Regions from separate parts of the Zea mays genome. Here region 1 is linked to region 2. The links are chromatin contacts, called in public Hi-C maps. All regions are on one chromosome and are shown on one strand. The core of a region is the stretch at or near the end of the contact, and the rest is flanking DNA. Distances in the headings are between cores, read along the strand shown.

What was found. Hi-C and Micro-C count contacts between places; a contact is called where the count stands out from the background.
Region 1: a Hi-C map of leaf shows a contact between it and region 2, with 2.0 times the contacts expected there. The contact joins two enhancer-like sites. A contact is called at or near these places in 4 of 25 Hi-C or Micro-C datasets (ear, leaf and tassel).

The regions. Positions count from the first base shown.
Region 1 is chr4:80,788,776-80,792,222 of Zm-B73-REFERENCE-NAM-5.0, forward strand. It overlaps LOC109946026 (DEAD-box ATP-dependent RNA helicase 29), which reads right to left. Exons shown (of 11, transcript XM_020552564.2): 10 at 2,987-3,122; 11 at 2,106-2,628. The coding sequence ends at 2,318. Among protein-coding and RNA genes, the nearest start is that of LOC109946026, 6.9 kb to the right of the region's middle. Within about 2 kb of position 1,791, at least 11 of the 20 cell types and tissues checked have an H3K27ac peak or open chromatin away from gene starts, as enhancers often do. A contact at or near this core is called in leaf, where this site is marked.
Region 2 is chr4:80,641,854-80,645,283 of Zm-B73-REFERENCE-NAM-5.0, forward strand. No RefSeq gene overlaps it. Among protein-coding and RNA genes, the nearest start is that of LOC118476924, 24 kb to the left of the region's middle. Within about 2 kb of position 1,693, at least 9 of the 20 cell types and tissues checked have an H3K27ac peak or open chromatin away from gene starts, as enhancers often do. A contact at or near this core is called in leaf, where this site is marked.

The sequences.
Region 1 (3,447 bases), core at 541-3,040, 150 kb after region 2:
TCAATGAAAACCACAAGAGTAAGGAAGGGAAAGAAACACACGCAAGAGCTAGAGTCGCAGCGAAGTCACGCACACAAGTTAAGACAAGAGCACACAAAACACAGCGCAACGAGTTCACAACTAGACAAGTGCTCAAATCTTAATCCCGATGATCTGAATGCATGCTTGCGGAGTCTAGGCGTCCTAGGATGTTCAATGGAGGCTTGGTATTGTGCTCCATGTGCCTAGGGGTCCCTTTTATAGCCCTAAGGCAGCTAGGAGCCGTTGGATCTCCATTTGGTAGGCAATTCTTGCCTTCTGTCGGTTGGTGCACCGAACAATCCGGTGCACCACCGGACATGAACAGTGTCCGGTTTCTTTCCTTTTCTGGCGAAGCCGACCATTGAGCCTTTGGTCCCCTTGGCACATTGGACACTGTCCGGTGCACACCGGATAGTCCAGTGCACACCAGATAGTCAAGTGCGGCCTAGTAACCGTTGACTCTGGCCACACGTCGCCCGTTGATCGCGCTGCCGACCGTTGGCACGAGCGCTGTTGGCTCACTGGAAGTCCGGTGCACCACCGGACAGTCCGGTGAATTTTAGCCACATCGCCCTCGGCGATTTCCCGAGAGCAGTGAGTTCGCTGCTGGACCAGCCTGAGCACCGGACATTGTCCGGTGCACCGCAGACTGGTGCAAGTCTAGCTAGACGTAGCCAAACTTATCCAATCCAATCTCACTAGTTTTGACAAGGTTCCTAGCACTTAGACGAATATATTAGTACCAAAAACAATTCACTAAGGCTAGAATCATACCTTGATTCTTGATTTGCATCTCTTTAGCACTTAGCACATATGAACCAAAATAATATGTTTGGGCATCTAATCACCAAAACATTTATAGAAATGGCCCAAGGGCACATTTTCCCTTTCAGTATCAGGCAAAGTTTGGTGATGTATGCTTGCGTGCACATCAACCATCAGCTACTAATAATTAAGGTAAGAACAAAATGGCCTGGGATGACATATAGGGTGATGACATTGTAGGTAGTAGTGTTCTATCTTCATCTACTACTTCTTGGGCAGATACATCTTAGTCTGAGTTGTCTTCATACCTTGACAGTGACACCGTCAATCAGTTTTATGATAGTTTCAACATTCTCTCCTGGTGGCAAGTCCATAAGCTAACTTACCCTATTCTATCTATCCTTACTAAAGATGTGATGATTGTACCTGCATCTACCATATCCTCAGGATCTACTTTTAGTTTGGCTGGCATGGTGATCGAGGAGCGTCGTCGACAACTTACAAGTGACATGGTGGAGGTCTTATCATGCATCAAAGACTGGGAGTTAGCAGACTCTCACATACAGCATAATCTGGAGAGGGACACCACAGTTATTGAATCTATCCTTGAAAGCATAGCCTAGAATGATTGAGTGACTGTCTGTCCTCGTATATGCACTCTTTTAGGAATAGACAATTTGTACTTGTTGTAATGGACTATTGAACTTATGAACATTAGGATTTAGAAGCTAGTTGCACTCATTTTTCCTTTGGGTTTTTACCTAGTAAGGTTTTAATGAATCAGCATTGCACATAACATCTCCAATATAATATTTATATTCTTCAACTTGGTGTTGGATCTATGTAGTTGTGTTTGAATCTGTGTAGTTGTGTCTGAATCTGTCTGAATTTATGTATTCTATAACATGTTTCTGTATTCAGACATGATCCACTATAGCCCCCGGTGCGACACGGCACGATTAGTACATTGACGTGGTTGGTCATGTTGGCTCGACCCGGCACAAGAAGGCTGACGTTTGGACATGTACAGCCCCACCCGCCTGAGGCCGTAGCCACACAACCTGCTATATAATATGTAACTTTTGCTAGGACCATCTCCATCAATATAATAAAAAACAGACCAGTTGTCTATTTGGGTAGCCACCATTTTAATATTATCCTTGTTTTGTTATTATTTTCAGTAAAACTAGCTAAACATATCACCCAAAACTATCGTCGTCGCCCCCCACTCGCACACTAGGAAAACAACAACTCGATGCCCGCTTAGTTTTTGGAGACCACACGAACACCAGTAGACATCATGTACCTCAGTACTTCTGTTAAACAAAAAAAAAAGGTTCCACAAAATTAATGCTCTGAGATTATCCAGCCGAGTATAATTAAACACCAGTCTGGTTGCAAACAGGAAGGAGACGCTATGGTCTCTCCACTGCAACAGATAAACAAAACTGCGAGAAGCAAAGGTGGTGTCTGCTGAACATCATCAACGCTCGATCAATCTTAGACCATCATTCTGCTTCGAAAACATCAATCACCTCCCGCCCTTGCCCTTACCTTTCCCTCCTCTTCCACCAGCCCCTTTGCTAAACCCTTTTCCGGTCCCTTTCCCACTACCCCTCCCCTTACCGTGCCTATCAGGCTGCTGCCTGCTCTTCTGGAACTTGTTCTGGAATTTGCCGTCCTTCGCAGATTTGTTCTTCAACCGCGTGATTTCCATTGCCTTCTGCTGCCTGCCCTTCTGCATTTGCTCGTGATTCCTTATTTCAGAGGGCACGTTGGCATTTGGTATAGATCTGCGGCCATGGCCCGTGAAATGCTTCTTGTTGCCTCTCTGGTACCCGCCTGCACAGAGGTCACAGCGTCCATCAGACAGAAATATATTATACATCTCATCATACCAAAGTCTACCCAGCTGAAACAAAGCGTGCTAAAGTAAAAGAGAAACAAGGCAGTGCACATGGCAACAACTAATTCACCAAACTGAACAAACCTTCAGAAACATTTAACAGACTTCTATTTCAGTAACCAGATAATATGTTTTCATGCCACAAGCCCACAACTATAGGGACTGGAAAATAAAATTTAAAAAAATTAAAAATAGTAAGCTTCAAAAATGTCCGGACCAAATTTCAACTTGCAAGAGTATACAAAATCACAGAAGGCAATGGTTACAACATAAAAATCAGAAAAATAGAATTACCTGAACTGGATGTGCCCTCGTCTGCAAAGTTGCCAGATTTCCCACCAATGTTGATTGATTTATGTGTCTTCTGCTGCCATCTCTTATATATCCCTGTTGCCGATGCCTTTATCTTCGCACCACCTTCCGTTTTAATCTAACAGAAAAGGTTTTTAGTTAAATTAATTGATCTTTCACTGACATGTATGCTGAACATACCACATTGGCGTACTAAATATACTAATATGTCTCGGCATTTAACATGAAGCGCTGATGTAGGAAAAGAGATCTCAATCCATCTTTAAGACATAAAAGTAGTTACCAGAAAAAATAAGAACCAGCATTAAGTGAACAATGTTACTTCCAGGCAGCCTATTACCCACTAAAAGGAAAATGGATGACACATCTTGTGCCACTCAAATTATTCAAGTCGAGAAACTTGATGCTAAACATCATTGAGCGCATAGCATGCAGGAGATTAC
Region 2 (3,430 bases), core at 443-2,942:
AGTTGGTCTGCTGAGGCAGCCTTATCTCTTTTGTGCTTATACTGTTGATGAGCTTCGACTTCATCTATGTTATGGATAGCCTTTGAATCTGTCCAGTTCCCTTCGGCCCTTCTAGCAGCCTCTTGACTTCCATGCACAGCTATGGGACCTTGGTCTGATGGTATCTTCATGCATAGATATGCTGGTGAAGTATTGCTTCGAAGGCGTTTAATGTTCCTCGACCAATGATTGCGTTGTAAGGATATTCAATATCAACAATGTCAAAGACAACTTGCTCTGTCCTTGTATTGTGAACCTAGCCGAAGGTAATCAGCATTGTTATCTTACCAAGTGTCACTATCTGCCTTCCTCCGAAGCCACAGAGGGGATATGTTGCATCATGTATCTTATCATCCTGCTCTTGCATCTGCCTGAAAGCTTTTGCAAAGATAATATCTGCTGCACTACCTGTGTCTACAAGGACGTTGTGTACCAAAAACCCCTTGATGACACAAGATATGACCATTGCATCATTATGATGATAGTCCTTGAGATGGAGGTCCTCCTGGGAGAAGGTGATTGGTATGTGTGACCACTTGGACTTGATGAAGGGTTCTTGAACTCCAACATGTTGTACCCTTCTTTGTGTCTCCTTCTGCCTCTTGTTAGCTGCCTCAGAACTTGAACCGCCCGTGATTGGGAGCACTAGCTTCGTAGCCGAAGGTGTCATGGTTTGAGTTCCTTGCAAAGCCATTATCACTGTCGTAGAAGTGAGTTCACCGGAGGTGGGCGCCAATGTTGGTCACTTGTTCTCAAATGCTGTGAATCAAGAACAAGACAACACAATTGTTAAAGATAAAGGACCTTCGTCCTCCGAAGCATTGTTTTCCCTTGGATTCAATGGTCATCGGACGAAGGTCATGAAGGACATGCATTCATCATTTCATAAATAAATTAGAATACATAAATATAATTGATACAGATTATCAATACATTCGTATTAACATTCCTTAAAATTTATAAGAGTATTAACATAATTAATATTACATTGATACCTTCGGCTTGCTCGAAGGTGAAGACGCGAGAGAGTGATTACAATTCAGCGTGAACAGTACGTGCTACTGTTCATCTATTTATAGGCACGAGACGTAGCCCGGGTAAAATTACATTCATGACCTTCAACATTTGTTTATAAGCATAACTTAAATCATTAGGGTCTATCTGGTCTTTTCATCCTCTGCTTGATCTAAACCGAAGCTGGTGATAGCTTCGACACTTGTCATCGTTGCTTTTAAGCGAGGTCTTCGTCTTGATGACCTTCGGCGGAAAGAGGGGAATCTTTAGGACCACTTTGCCAATGGTGTCTTTGTTTTGAGGATCTTTAGCGAGAAAAAGACCCCCAACATCAACCAAACAGTTACAACAATATAATAGACACCTGAAAATCTATAGATTCCTTTAGTTAAATTTAGAATACTCTTCTATCTAGATTTTTTCAGAATTTTATCATCTATGTCACCGAGTTATGATGCTCACATAACGGTGCGGAGTTAAATCATTGTTCACATATCGGTGGTAAACCAACACCTGAATCATTGTATGCGCGAGTACAGCCAAGATGGTATATTGTCCACGTATGAGTGGCAGACTTCACTACCATGCTGCCGCATCGAGAAAATGATAGAACATTGAACGTGGATAGATTCTCAGTTCCTGGCAAGTGGATCCTGCAAGTGTGCCCTGTACTGTGTCAACCAGGGGAAGCGTGTGCGCAGGGTTCTCTCCTCCAAATCCAATCTGCCTGGCAAGTACTGCTACTCTTTGTTGGTATGAACTTTGACCGACTCGTTTTATTCAATATATTTTATAATTATAATTTATTTTCATTCTGATTTAGTTTATCATATAATTTATTTTAACTATAAACTGAATTTTTCTACGTTTTCATAAATATTTTGAATAATATGAGTTGGTCAAACAACATTCTTTGTGGGGCATAGAGAATACGTATTTGTCAAAAATCAGAACCAGTTGCTGTTGGCTTTTCTGGCTCTTGAAATACTTCGCTGCATGTCCTTATGCATTAGTTAACAGAAGTCAGGTTTGGTTTAAATCCTCTCCTAGCAAGTACTGGATGTCAGCCAATAAGAGCAAGAAGGACGCTCAAGTCGATGAAGAATCATATATACATGCACCTAGAGAGACCTTTCAGTTTGAGGAGAGTTCCTTCCTTCAGATGCTGCGACTTGAAGACGTGGACACAGAGAAGAAACTGTGCTTCATGAATCTCGTTTGCTAGTGTGTAGTGGATGGATGGAATGGAAAGCTTGTGGCTCTAGCAGTCTAGTTACTTATAGGGTATTTGGTTTGAGGATTGAGTTAGTCCATTATCTTCTCACTCCTCACTTTTTTGTTTGGTTTGTGGAATGGAATGAGTTAATCCATCACCACCTCATTCCTCATAGTTAGTTATTTAGTACTAATATATGAAATGGAGTCATTCCACTAAATTTAAAGAGGACACATGATGCATCATTTTATTTTATATAGAGTGATTCCTCAAACCAAACACCTCATTAGTATTCTGTTGGAGCCATCCAGAATTTGACAAACAAGTGCTCAAGAGATATATCTTCACCCAAGAGATCATAACAAAGCTGATGCACAGAGCAGGATGACCTGAATCAAATGAACAAAACTTCAATTCGGCTGATATCTTCTATCAGATGATGCCCTTTACTTGTCTCTCCTTTTTTTCTTGATCCCATACTTGGCCCTTATGGCCTATGTATGTGAGATGATGCTTTTGATGACATGATGAACAGTACTGCCACTGCTCCTCCCAATCAGGATTAGGGCACACATCCTTTGAATACTCCTGGACACACACGCCTTGTCTCAGATTATTCTCTAGATTAGGAACAAAAGCTTACCCAAGTGTGACAACCCCAACCTACCACCTGTCCTTTCCAGATTGCTGAGGCAGTGATGCACATAACGAGTCACATCTCATTCCATTTATCTACCCTATCTATCTTTCTGTTTTCCCTTCTTGGCATTGCAACTCTGTGCTCCTCCTGAATGCGCTCATCGTCTGGGCAGGAGACGTGGTGTGGTTGAGAGAGCACTTACCATATCCGGCACAGATCTGACTTTGTCTATAGGCGCACAAGACATGGAAAACAATAATATTTCCCTATCCGCTGAGGTGACAATTTAGTTTGGTTTTATAAAGTTATCCCGATCGATCTGCGGCATATTTTTTTCCCAAGCGATTGTTCAGTCGCCTGTCTCTTGTCACCAAACGGCGCATTGCCACTGGACGCAACACGAGGGGAGGAAAGGCTTTAGGATAACAAAAAGAAAACAGGATCGCATTAAAAAAAGAAGAAGAGCAAAATTGCATTGTCACAAACCCATGACAATGCAATGCTCAGTGGACTATCATGTT